2 separate regions of the Sus scrofa genome follow, and region 1 is linked to region 2. The links are chromatin contacts, called in public HiChIP or PLAC-seq maps. All regions are on one chromosome and are shown on one strand. The core of a region is the stretch at or near the end of the contact, and the rest is flanking DNA. Distances in the headings are between cores, read along the strand shown.

Region 1 (2,700 bases), core at 189-2,688, 94 kb after region 2:
TCTCCTCCCTGCTCAGTTACCTGTATATTTCCAGGGAAATTGCATTAAAGTTTGGGGGTTTTTTCCCCCTTGGTGAAAGGTCTCAGCGCCCAGGCAAACTGCTGCTTCCCCTCCCCCAAGTCCTGGCGACGCTGCACCGCCCCCGCCCGGGAGGCAACTCTCCGGCCACCTGCTCAGGTTTCCCCCTGCTTCTGCAGTGCCAGCACCGAGGACCTATCATATGTTTCTTTCTCATTACGCTCGAGGACCTGGACCTGGAAACGCTGCCTTGGCCTCCTTCCTTCCTCCCACAGGTTGCAAAGAAAATGCAGCAGCTTTTGACGTTAGAGTCTTTTTGCCCAGGGAGCCGGGCGACTTAATTTAATTTCTTCACTGTGCCTCCCGGTCTGCCTCAGGTTACCCTTAGCGTTTCCTGACACTACCCTGCAGAAGCATGATTATGACAACAATAACAATGCCGGCAAGTGGAGTGTTTGTTTTCTGCTTCGCAGGTCTCAGAGCAAGAAAACATCTCTGTTTCCTTTTGCTTTTCTTTTAATAGCTCTGATTAAAACTGAAAAGGGGGATTTTTTTTTAAATGGTATCTTTGCCTTGTCAAAGATAATTTTATTAGTAACGCTTTCTTTTCGCCCTCTTCCTTTTCCTCATCCTCCAATTTTAGAAGAAAGCTTCAGGTGTCCAGCCAGGCTCCTGCCATCTCCCTACACCTGCAGATGCCTTGCAGGACAAGCCAAAATCGCACCAGGGCAGGGTGACCGCGGGTCCTGCAGCGGGTTTGACAAACTGCCGGCTGACTCTCGAAGAAGATAGCCACCTGCGAGATTGCACCTGACTCCATCCCGCCCGGGAGCCCCGCAGCAAAGCTCTGGTTTGCAGAGAGGCCACCCAGGGACCTCCAGGGCTGGCTTGCGCTCCCTGGGGAAGGTCGGGCGTCCCAGCTCTCTGGGCGCCTGGGCACGTGAGCCGCGAGCCGGGCTGGAGGCGCAGCAGGTGAGGCGGCGCCCGGACGCCGACCTACCTTCACGAAGAGCTCGATCTCGGGGTCCCTGTCGTCCCCGTTAGCCGTCGCCGCGTCCGTCATGCCGTCGGTGCCCGGGGCCAGCGTCCCGGGCCGGGGAGGCGCCACCTCTGCGGCGCCCGGGCCAGCGCTCCTGCTCCTGTCGCTGTTGCTGCGGCTGCCCCGCGGGGCCCCCTGAGGAGTCACGTTTATTTATCTAGTTTCTTTAATCTATTTTTCCAGCCGGGGAGAGCAGTGCCCGAGAGATCGGTGTCCTGGCGAGCACACGGAAAGGAGAGAAGCCAGGCGGGGACAGAGGACCGGGGGAAAGGTGGGCTTAGGGATGGGCAGCAGGTCCTGCGAGCAACAAGTGCCGCGCGCTGGGAGGTGTCACAGGATCCGCGCCCGGCAGTGATCCCGCGGTCGCAGCTTGCGCCCAAAATAGCTGGCGCCGCAGGGCGGGGTCAGCCGGGGCGGGCGGGCGGGAGGGGCTCCCCGGGAGCGCAGCCCCCGCCCCGCACCCACGCCCCGCTGGGAAGGCGCGGACCCGACCCGCGGCACTGCAGCCGGGGCGGGAGGACGTTCTGGGAAAGGTAAAGTGGAGAGGGAGTGGGGAGGGGAGTTGGAGGTGAGGGTGAGTGTAGGGAAGAGAAGAGAGATGGCCCTAAGCCTTACGTTTCATTAATGAAGCATCAGCTCCTCCAAGTTAGTCTCCTACCAATGTTACCCACTCGGAAAGACCCTTCCTGCCTTGGCGATGCTCAGGGTGCGGAGAGGCTGTGGGGAGCCGGGACGCAACGGGAGGACCCTGAAACAGGTGCATTTGCCATCCTCGTGCTGGGCAAATAGAGTAGGGCTGGGGGGAAGGGGAAGCAGAGACAGCAGGGGTGGTATAGACAGGTGGTGCGCAGCCAGGTCAGGCGCAGCCTGAGCCAAGATCCGTGCCCTTTAACCTACTGGGCTGTTCCCCGCCCCGCCTCGCCCTTCTTTCATTTCGTCTTTTCTTTTGCTTTCTCTTCTCTTCTTGCTTTTCTCATTTCTGGTTTTGTTCATTTGTTTGTTTCTTAATGAAGTATAATATGCATATGGAAAAACACACATATTGTAAATGTATAGTTCAGTAAAATTTTGCAATCTGAACCCATCCACGAAACCAGCCCCAGATGAAGAAGTAAAATGTTAGCTACATCCCTAAAGTTCCTAGTTCTAGTCCCCCTCTGCTGCTCTCATCCACCTGGGTTTACTATTATCCTGACTTGTAACAGCACATAGCTTGTACCTGGACTCTTACAATAAACACGGTCTATTGGTGTCTGGCTTCCTTTGCTCACCATTAGGGTGTGAGATTCATCTATTCTGCTGTGCATAGTTGGAAACCATCCATTTTTATTGCCACCATTTATTTATCCATTCTTCTGTTGATGGACATTTGCATAGTTTCCGGTTAATGATTACCATGGGGTTACTATGATTCTATCTATCAAACATTCTTTCACAATATGTGGACACTTTTCTGTTGGCTATATGCTCAGGAGAAGAATTGCTTGGTTCTAGCGTGTAAGAATGTTCCTCTTGAGTAAACACTGCCAAGTGGTTTTCCAAAGTGGCTGTTCCAACTTAAACAACAGGTGCTAAGTCTTTTGCATCTGGAATCTGGGCAACTTCTATTTGTGTTCTTTGTCTTCTCTTTAGCTGATCCCGTC
Region 2 (2,780 bases), core at 35-2,534:
CTTTATGAGGAAGTGGGCAGACAGTCCCCTCGTTATCCTTAGTGCCCTGGTGGTCCAGGGACCACCCGGGAGCCTCCCTCGTGATAGCAGCTGGGGCTGGGCTCAGGCCTTCCTCCAGGGAACCTGTTGTCTGAGGTGACACCCCTATCCCCCTCCCACTCCCCCCACCAAAGTACAGGTCTGGGTTTCCTACAGAAGAAACCTGGAATCCCAAAGCCACCTCGGTGACCTCTGTCTCTGAGCAGGGGGATTAGAGCGCACACTCCCAGTACTTTGTACTTGTTGCCCTGGCCTGCACCTCAGAGCAGAGGCTGAATGAGGGGGCTCGCGCCCCCATCCCCGTGGGAAGGTCTGGCCTCCAGCCTGGGCCCACCTGACCTGGGGTTGAGGGTGGGGAGGGAGGAAGGGGTAAAGGAAGGAAGCGCCTGTGATGGAAACGGCTTGGAATAATAAATGCACACACTGGCTTCTGAACGCGGCTCGCCACATCCTGGGGAATCTGGAAAAACGCTCCTCCTTGCCTCCCACCACCCCCTCCACCCCACCCCCACAGCCGTTGGCTTTCATGAGGCTTTAGGAGAAAGCACGGCAGCTTTGATAGTCAGGGGCTTGTTAGTTCTGGGCTAACAGCCCTCCCGGGGGCTGCTCTGACTCCTTTCAAACACTTTCCTATTTTAGGTCAAGGAAGTTCATAAAAGCAAAGACTGGAGGTGCTGGAAGGAGGGGGGCAAGGCAGAAAGAAGCAGCTGGCGATGTTCCCCAGGCAGCCAGCGACCTCTGGAGGATCCCCCGGGGCCTGGTGCACATGGCCCACCCTGGGTGCAGGCGACAGATAAAGGAAGGTGGCTTTGAACTCTCAAAGGAGATCTGGTCCCTTCTGGAACCCCCAGATAAAGCTTAGGCATAACTCAGTCCCTGGATGTAGAAGATGCTTGAAAGTCCACAGGCCTTACACTAAAATCCACCTGTCTCCAGGGCTGATTCCTCCACCTGCCAGAAGAGGGCAGCACGTGCTTCTATGTTACTGAGAAGCTGGGCCGCCAGGTCCAAAGGGTGAGCACCAGGGAATTCAGAGGAGGACTGGTGAAGTGAACAGCAGCAGCAGTAATAGCCATCACCTACTAGTGTCTGCTGTGTGCTGGGAACTGTCCCCCTGAGTGCTTTAATGCGCTCATTTAATTAACATGACTCTGCAAGAAAGGGCGCTGTGACAATCTCCATAGTAGAGAAGAGGAGGCTGAGAGGTACAGACACGAAGAGAACTTGCTGTTGCAGCCTGGGACTGCCTAGGCCAGAACTCCGCAAATCCAAGCCCAGGTGCCAAATCCAGCCCACTGCCTATTCTGCACTGCCCTCGAGCCAGGAATGGGTTTTACATTTTTGGAAGGTTGGAAAGTCCAAAAAGAAGACTTTGTGACCCTTGAAGACGGTATAAAATTCAAATCTCAGTGTCCGTAAATGAAACTGAGTTGGAACCCAGCCCCGCCCATTTGTTTGCATGCTGTCTGTGACGGCTCTATTGTTCCAGTGGCAGCATGGAGCAGTTGCGACATCCTGTATTGCCTGAAACGTCTAAGTTTGCCAACCCTGAGCTAGGAGATAAGCAGTGCTTGTTTCCAGGCAGGAACAAGGGGAAAGTACAGGAAACAGAGCGGACGTGACACTTTCCTGGATATGGGGTTGGGACAGCCATCCTGGAGGGATCTGGAAGCTTGTTGACTTTGATTCACTCTCTTTCCAACAGGGTAGCTCAAGGCCAAGCAGAAGGGAGGGTCTGACATTTCATCGCATAGCCTCTAGGAAGTAACAGAATGTTGGACTGAATAATGCCATTTGCAGCAACATGGATGGAACCAGAGACGCTCATACTAAGGGAAGTAAGTCAGAAAGAGAAAGACAAATACCAGATGATATCACTTATATCCGGAATCTAACATACGGCACAGATGAACCTATCTACAGAGAAGAAACAGACTCGTGGACTTGGAGAACTTGTGGTTGCCAGCGGGTTGGGGGAGGGATTGGGATGGGCTGGGAGTTGGGGGTTAGTAGATGCAAACTATAGCATTTGGAGTGGATGAGCAATGAGATCCTGCTGTAAAGCACTGGGAACTCTATCTAATCCCTTGTGATGGAACATGATGGAGGATAATGTGAGAAAAAGAATGTATATATATATATGTGTGTGTGTAACTGGATCACTTTGCTATACAGCAGAAATTGACAGAACATTGTAAATCAACTATAATAAAATTCTTTTAAATAAATTAAAAAGGCAAAATAAAATAAAAACATTTTTTAGATTAAAAGGGGGGGCGTAGCTATGGGAGAGAGTTCCCGTTGTGTCTCAGCAGTAACAAACTGGTATCCATGAGGATGCAGATTTCATCCCTGGCCTTGCTCAGGGGGTTAAGGAACAGACTCAGATCCCGAGTTGCTGTAGCTGTGGTGTAGGCCAGCAGCTGCAGCTCTGATTTGTCTCCTAGCCTGGGGAGCTCCATATGCTGCAGGTTTGGCCCTAAAAAAAAAAATAAAATAAATTAAAAGGGCTATGGGAACCACTCTCCCTATTTCATCAAGACTAAGAGGCACATTTTTTCATATTTGACATCTTTGAAATCAGACTGTGTCTGACCATCAAACTCTTAGAGCTTAAGTGAAAGCACTTTTTTGTTTCCCTGAAGGCACGGTTTGTTTCTTAGTGGTACTTAAAGTGAGAGCATCCTGTGATAGGGGGCCACTTAGATTAGGCAAAGGTCTAGGCTCTTTTTGTACCCTTC

What was found. HiChIP or PLAC-seq counts read pairs in DNA pulled down with a chosen protein or histone mark.
Region 1: an H3K27ac HiChIP or PLAC-seq map of skeletal muscle shows a contact between it and region 2. The contact joins the promoter of CLIC5 here to the enhancer-like site in region 2. A contact is called at or near these places in 8 of 47 Hi-C or Micro-C datasets (alveolar macrophages, fetal heart ventricle, heart right ventricle and 5 more) and 1 of 2 datasets of contacts at active chromatin or transcription factors (skeletal muscle).

Annotation. Positions count from the first base shown.
Region 1 is chr7:40,806,579-40,809,278 of Sscrofa11.1, forward strand. It overlaps CLIC5 (chloride intracellular channel 5), which reads right to left and starts at 1,439. Exons shown (of 6, transcript NM_001198923.2): 1 at 1,019-1,439. The coding sequence starts at 1,081. It overlaps LOC110261532 (a long non-coding RNA gene), which reads left to right and starts at 1,677. Exons shown (of 3, transcript XR_002345749.1): 1 at 1,677-1,814.
Region 2 is chr7:40,713,162-40,715,941 of Sscrofa11.1, forward strand. The region is part of intron 4 of CLIC5 (chloride intracellular channel 5); the gene reads right to left. Among named protein-coding and RNA genes, the nearest start is that of CLIC5, 93 kb to the right of the region's middle. Within about 2 kb of position 1,285, at least 32 of the 83 cell types and tissues checked have an H3K27ac peak or open chromatin away from gene starts, as enhancers often do. A contact at or near this core is called in liver, skeletal muscle and subcutaneous adipose tissue, where this site is marked.